Regions from separate parts of the Sus scrofa genome. Here region 2 is linked to region 1. The links are chromatin contacts, called in public Hi-C maps. All regions are on one chromosome and are shown on one strand. Each heading gives the region's core, a stretch centred on a gene start, on an enhancer-like site or on the middle of the called end of the contact. The rest is flanking DNA. Distances are from core to core; before and after follow the strand shown. Region 1 holds the start of ZNF414 (zinc finger protein 414). Region 2 holds the start of RPS28 (ribosomal protein S28).

Region 1 (3,302 bases), core at 380-2,879:
GCAGGGGGTGAGGGTGGATTTGGCTCCTGCCTCCTGTGCCCCCATTCTCTGGGAGGGAGCCAAGTTGTCCCAAATGTATAAGGGGGTACCTGTTCAGGAATCACCCATATGAAAGAAGCATGCCTTAGACCCTAACCTGGAAAGGTGGGAGGCCCGCCCAGGGGAAGGGAGTGGAGAAAGATGGGGCTCTGAACAGGGTGCGACTAAGAAGATGCTGGAGGGACCACAAAAGGCCAAGTAGATTTTTGAGGAAGGAAATATATCTATCAGCCGGGCTCGAGATATGCAGGTGAACTGGAGGTGCTGGGCTGGGGGGGGGGGGGGCGACTGTATAAAGATCAGGGGCGGTGCCCGAGAGCTGTGGGCGTGGCCCAGTAGAAGCCAGACCCGGAAGTAGGGGGTAGGGTGCGCCCCTAGTGACAGCCAGCGGCGAGCGAGTGCCCGGATGTGGGGGCGGGGTCGGCCGTAGGCTGTGAGCGCTACCGGGCGGCTTCCCGCCAGTCCCCGCTGGCTCGCCGCGTCCGCGTCCCCGTCGCCGCGCTCACCATCCTCGCCCCGATTCTGCCTCCTGTTCCCTCGGCTCCGACAGCTCCAGCTAAAGCTGCACTGATTCCTTCGGTGGCCGCAGGCTCGTGCTCACGTCAGCGCCATTTTTCCGCCTTCCAGATCTCGCGAGAACGGAGGCGGGGCCTGCTGGCTGTGCCCTGCGAGGGGGCGGGGCCTGACACCCGGGTTTTCCTTTGAAAGCCGAAGTAGGGCCGGCGTGGATTTGCAAGCCGAGGACGGTTCTATCGGGCAGATTTAGCACAGTCTGTGCGCAGAGATATGGGATTAAAAGCTTCCTGGGCCTCAGTTTTCTCTGCAAAATGAGCATCTTCATTCTCTCACGTACCGTCACCATACCTCGAAGGGGGATAAAAAACGGTTTTCTTTTTCAAAGATGTCGTGTTTGGTGAGCCGCCTCTTCGTAAGGAAATTGACAGTGGCCGTCAAATTTTTCAGTGCGCTTAGTTCTGAAGTTGGAATGGGTCCGTTGAGATAGCCAAGGACGGGAAGCAAGCTAACCGTCCTCAGGAAGACGTATGGAGAGCCCTGGATGTACTGGTGTGGAATGAATCACCTAACCCAAACTCCATTCCTTGAGTGCCTACAGTTTGCTAGGCACTGGGGACCCAAAAATGAACAGAACAGACCAACATCCCAGTTACCAGGGGCCGCTCACGTTTTAATATGGGGAAACAATGAATCAACAAATGCAGAAAACCATCTTATATTAAGGAAACACCTTCATATAGAAAGGAAAACCCCCCAGAAGGTTGTGTGTCAAGCTTCTCTGTGAGGTGACATCTGAGCTGTCACCTGATGGTCAAAAAAGAGTGAGCCAGTAGAAGGTCTGGGGACCATAGCGCTCTGAAAAGAATGGAAAGCTGGTGCATGTGGCTTGAGTTGGGGAGGAACAAATCTTGTCTTTTTCAAGAAACAGTGAGGCTATCAGCGCATTGCTGGAGCAGAGTGGAGGCAGCGAGTGGAGGTCAGAAAATGGACAGGAGTTCCATCGTGGCTTAGTGGTTAATGAACGCAACTAGTATTCATGAAGACGCAGGTTCGATCCCTGGCCTTGCTCAGTGGGCTAGGGATCCAACGTTGCCCTGAGCTACGGTGTAGGTTGCAGACATGGCTTGGATCCTGTGTGGCTGTGGCCAGCGGCTAGAGCGCCGATTAGACCCCTAGCCTGGGAACTTCCATATGCTGCAGGTGCAGCCCTAAGAAGCAAAAATAAATAAATAAATAAATAACAGGAAAGAAAATGGACATGGACAAGGTGCAAGGAGGGTCATGAAGGGCCCTTGCGAACTGTAGAAAGAGGAATGTGGTCTATATTCTAGGCATGAATTTTTTTTTTTTTTTTTTTTTTTTTTGTCTTTTTGCTATTTCTTGGGCCGCTCTCGCAGCATATGGAGGTTGCCAGGCTAGGGGTCCAATCGGAGCTGTAGCTGCCAGCCTACGCCAGAGCCACAGCAACGCAGGATCCGAGCCGCATCTGCAACCTACACCACAGCTCACGGCAATGCCGGATCATTAACCCACTGAGCGAGGGCAGGGATCGAACCCGCAACCTCATGGTTCCTAGTCGGATTCGTTAACCACTGGGCCACGACGGAACTCCTAAGCATGAATTTTTAACACCATCTAATTACCCATTGTCATTTGGAGGATGGGTCATTGTGGGACAATAAAGTGGATCTTTGATCTCTGATGTCTGTAATACATTATTTAACTGTTCAGGAAGTGTTTGTTGAGTTCTAGGCAAGTGTAGCCTTTATGAATATTGTGTTTCTGTCTATGTACGTAGGATGTATCTACTTTTTTGCTTTTTTTTTTTTTTTTTTTTTTGTCTTTTTAGGTCCACACCCACGGCATATAGAGGTTCCTAGGCTGGGGTCTAATCAGAGCTACGGCTGGCAGCCATGGCCACAGCCACAGCCACAGCAACTTGGGATCCAAACCACGTCTGCGACTTACACCACAGCTCATGGCAACGCTGGATTCTTAACCCACTGAGCAAGGCCAGGGATTGAACCTGAGTCCTCATGGATGCTAGTCAGATTTGTTTCCGCTGAGCCAAGATGGGAACTCCAAAAAAACCTTTTCTTTTGATTATCATTAATATGGTTAAAAATCATTAATTTAAAAAACAATTTTGATGCAGGGTGGAGGAGTGTGTGTGTGTGTGTGCGCGGGTTTTGGGGGGGAGGTTGTTGCAATCTGGGGAAGGGTGGGGTAAGGTTTCAGAAAGGACAGGGAACCAGGAAAGGGAGAGGTGGGGCCGGACTTTAGAAATTTTGTAAGAGCAAACAGGATGTTGCTGAGTGGGGGTGGGGGGCAAGGTGACTGAGGTTTGCAGTCTGAAGATGCTCTAACCTAGATGTGAGAGGCTGTCTGTTAGAAGATATCAAACCCACTCCCATCCCCAGTGCCCTGCCCAAACCACACCCCATCTGTGTTGCCGGAAAGGTCCTACTTCCTGCAAATGGGGTGCCTGCTCCCACAGTGGGGCCACAAGGCTGTACCCTAAAGTGCCAGGAGGTGGGCAGCCAGCATGTTGAGTTCTAGGGCAGAGAAGGGAGACAGAAGCCCTCATTCCTCTTCAGCATCAGGAAATCCTCAGCTGATGAAGTTGTGGTTCCTGCAGTTCTCCAGCAGTCTCTCCTCCAACAGGGGTCTTGCAGAGAGAGACACACAGTGGTGGCTGGGCAGTGGAGGAGCAAAAATCAGATACGGAGGGAACCGGGGACGTAGAA
Region 2 (3,302 bases), core at 539-3,038, 160 kb before region 1:
GAAAAACTTATGGTCTCCGGAGGAGACAGTTTGGGGGGTGGGGGGGATGTGCTTGGGCTGTGGGATGGAAATCCTGTGAAATCAGATTGTTATTGATCATTATACAACTACAGATGTGATAAATTCATTTGAGTAATAAAAAAAAATTAAAAAGAAAAAAAATAATAAAACTTTTGATATCTGGAAGTAGTCACGACATGCAGAGATTCACAGATTTGGTTATTTTAATCCTATTGCTCTTTCCCTCATGCTAACCCTCTTTCACTGCAGCTCATAAACACTGCTACCCCCATTCCTCAGTTTTAGCCTCACTACCCTCTGTTCTACTCTGGCTCCTGGCTCTGTCAGGCTTCACGGCCTTGGCATTTCTGCTCCTTCTGCCCAGAATGTTTTTTAACTATCCTTCGGCATTTCTGGTGGCTCAAATGTCAACACCTGAGACCTTTCCTGACCACCTGACCTGAGGTAGCTACCACTCACCTTATTCATTTTGTCTTGTCTTCAGAGCATTCTAGAAAACTGTTTTGTTTTTGTTTTAACTTGGTGTGTTTATTTCCCTATGTTGTTTCTCCCTCTCCCTAGGATATGAGCTCCATGAAAGAAACCAGAAGAGCTTTTCTTGTTCACACTGATCTCCCCAAGGGCTGAGATTTGTAAATGCGGGTCTTGTAAATGTCAAGTAATTTTTGGACTCAAAATCAAAAGAGTTTCAAATCCAGACATTTCTAGGTTCTAATCCCCACTGTAACTTTCTGGTTTTCGAGTGATTTTAAGCTAATGACTTAGTCCCTCCTAGACGCGAACATTTTCATCTGTAGCTTGGGGATGTTAACACCAAATAGCAGGACCACACTGAGGACTGCAAATCTCACTGATAATTCCTACTCAGAATCCACGCCCATTCTGGGTATTCCAAGAGCGGCATTCTCTGACATAGTCCAGCAAGATTAAAGGCACATCTCTCCTTCCATGAGCCGGCTATGGAGCTGGAGGCAGGATTTAGGCCCAGCGTTTCAGCGTCTAAAAGAACACGGGTTTTGTTTTTGATGGAGGAACGACAGGATTGGAGTCTGGGCAGCGAGCGGGGCTTGCTCACCGCTTGGAGATCTCCTGGTAACGCAGCTGCAGCTTCGCCTGTAAGTCTCGCTGTGGGAGAAAGAGAGGAAGCATATCAGCCTGCAGGGTACCCTAGAAAAGGAGAAGGCCGGCGAACAGGGGCAAGTCTAGAGCTGGACAAATAAAGGGAAGGCGGAAGATGGGCATTTGGCGACAAGGATGTGGGCCCTGAAAGTAAAGAGAAAAGGGGGAGCCGGGACCACAAGATCCAAGGCTAAAAAAATATAAGCCTAGGGAGGTCGCAGGAGTGAGTGAGATCCCAGCCAAGAGAAGGCCAAGGGCTGGGGGTGGAGGTGGGTGTGCCCCGACTGAGGGCGTCACGCGTTAGGGGTTCCGGGCTGAGCGAGGGGTCCCGGCTTAGAGGAAACTCGGCACTAAATAGCCTCAGTCCCAGAGGTACTAGGAAAGAGGTGAGTAGCGAGAGCGGATCCAGGGCGCACGGAACCCACAGCCCCCCAGGGCAGCCACTCCCGCCCCGCGCACCCCGGATGCCCAGTTCCGCAGCAGCTGGATGACACGAGTAGCGGACGCCATCTTCCACCCGCGCTGAAGGGCGCCGGTGACGTCTCTACGCTAGGACTGCTGGGAACATGGCGTATGGCCTCGCGATAGCGAGAGTGGGCGGGGCCTTGACGTCCTATAAAAGTTCTTCCCGAGGCACGTGACTCCTCTCCGCCAGACCACCGCCGCGCCGCCATCATGGACACGAGCCGTGTGCAGCCCATCAAGCTCGCCAGGGTGAGGGGGTGCACGGATTTGGGGGCCTGGGTAAGGGAGTAGGGGAACTGGGTGGGCCAGATCTGATCCCAGCCTCTCCGCAGGTTACCAAGGTTCTGGGCAGGACAGGTTCGCAGGGACAGTGCACGCAGGTGAGCGGGGGAGACGGCAGGGCGGGGGTGGGGTGGGGGGCTGGAATCTGAGCCTCGGATGGTTACTCCTGTGCCCCAGGTTCTGTACCCTGGTATCTGAGAACTATACGTACCCTTTTCCCCATGGCTCACAGAGGCTCCGAGTCTTCACCCTGTTTATTGGATCTGGGCTCCGTCAATCTCATTCCTAGGGCCCTGACGTACTGGTTCAATCTATCCCAACTACCACTGTGGCTCCATTTCCTAATGCTTGCGTTCCCATCCGCGGTCCAAGAACGTTAGTTGTTCCTCCTGGTTGTTTCTGGCTCTTGAGAGCTGTTCATTGCACGTCTCGGTTTCTCTTCTGGCCGGTCCGTGCTTCCAAGCCTCAGTCTCCTTTTTAAGAGTCTCTAGGCAGACACGTTTTCTGAATCCAAATCGGCTGCTTATCCCACAGTGCTTATTCGTGGCTAACCCTGACTTCTGGTCTCCCCGTGCCCTGTAGGTGCGGGTAGAATTCATGGACGATACGAGTCGTTCCATCATCCGAAACGTGAAAGGCCCTGTTCGTGAGGGTGATGTGCTCACCCTTTTGGAGTCAGAGCGAGAGGCTCGGAGGCTGCGCTGAAGTTGTGGCTGGTGAGTGCAGGTGGGAAGCAGCAGGTCCCTGGTAGACTATTGTCTGGTGGGAGGGAGGTTTGGCCAAGCCCATGGATGAGGGCCTCTTGGTGGTGGGGTGTGTAAAAAGGGTCAGCTGAGATTTGGGGCGGGGGAGGGGGGGTTGCTGTCAGCATCTCACACGGACTTTGTTTACAGGGTCCTGGATATCTGGATCGACCATTTGGCCCATCATGATCTGCCGTTAATAAAGTGTTTATATTGTATGTAAATTTGGGGTTTTGTCTGGGTTGTCACTGGGCATATAAAACTCTTGTGGGTCCCAGAAGTGGTCACTGGCCCACTGCACTCTGGAAGGGGGATGTCTTCCCTGACAAGGTGTTGTCTTTTGAGGAGGGAGAACCATGTGTCTGTATCTCCAAAACAAGACAAGCTGCATTAGGAATGTTTTATTAGGGAAGAAGGCTGGAGGAGTGGGTGGACTAGGGGCTCTGTCACTCCTCAGCTCCCATCCCACCCTGGAGAGTTCAAAGTGAGCCCCTTCAGGTGGACCCTGCCCCCTGCTGGGCCCAGAGGCTGAGGTGGGAGAGGGAAAGATCTTTTCTCCCAGTCCCAGGTCCAGTGTGTCAGACCAGTCAGTGAGTCAGGGGTCTTCTCCAGTGTCGCTACCTCCTTCTTCACCAGGCATGGCCATGGGGGAGTCAGGGGACAACTGGTGAG

The links. Hi-C and Micro-C count contacts between places; a contact is called where the count stands out from the background.
Region 2: a contact with region 1 is called in a Hi-C map of liver, with 4 times the contacts expected there. The contact joins the promoter of RPS28 here to the promoter of ZNF414 in region 1. A contact is called at or near these places in 2 of 5 promoter capture datasets (fetal liver and liver), 3 of 47 Hi-C or Micro-C datasets (heart right ventricle, liver and psoas muscle) and 1 of 2 datasets of contacts at active chromatin or transcription factors (alveolar macrophages).

The regions. Positions count from the first base shown.
Region 1 is chr2:70,794,191-70,797,492 of Sscrofa11.1, reverse strand. ZNF414 (zinc finger protein 414) reads right to left here and starts at 1,629. Exons shown (of 8, transcript XM_021083890.1): 1 at 546-1,629. The coding sequence starts at 548.
Region 2 is chr2:70,953,258-70,956,559 of Sscrofa11.1, reverse strand. RPS28 (ribosomal protein S28) reads left to right here and starts at 1,788. Exons shown (of 4, transcript NM_001001587.1): 1 at 1,788-1,854; 2 at 1,938-1,985; 3 at 2,470-2,603; 4 at 2,781-2,851. The coding sequence starts at 1,816. The coding sequence ends at 2,592. KANK3 (KN motif and ankyrin repeat domain-containing protein 3) reads right to left here. Exons shown (of 11, transcript XM_003123162.4): 11 at 3,017-3,294. The coding sequence ends at 3,226. It overlaps NDUFA7 (NADH dehydrogenase [ubiquinone] 1 alpha subcomplex subunit 7), which reads right to left and starts at 1,716. Exons shown (of 4, transcript XM_003123185.5): 1 at 1,600-1,716; 2 at 1,097-1,146. The coding sequence starts at 1,650.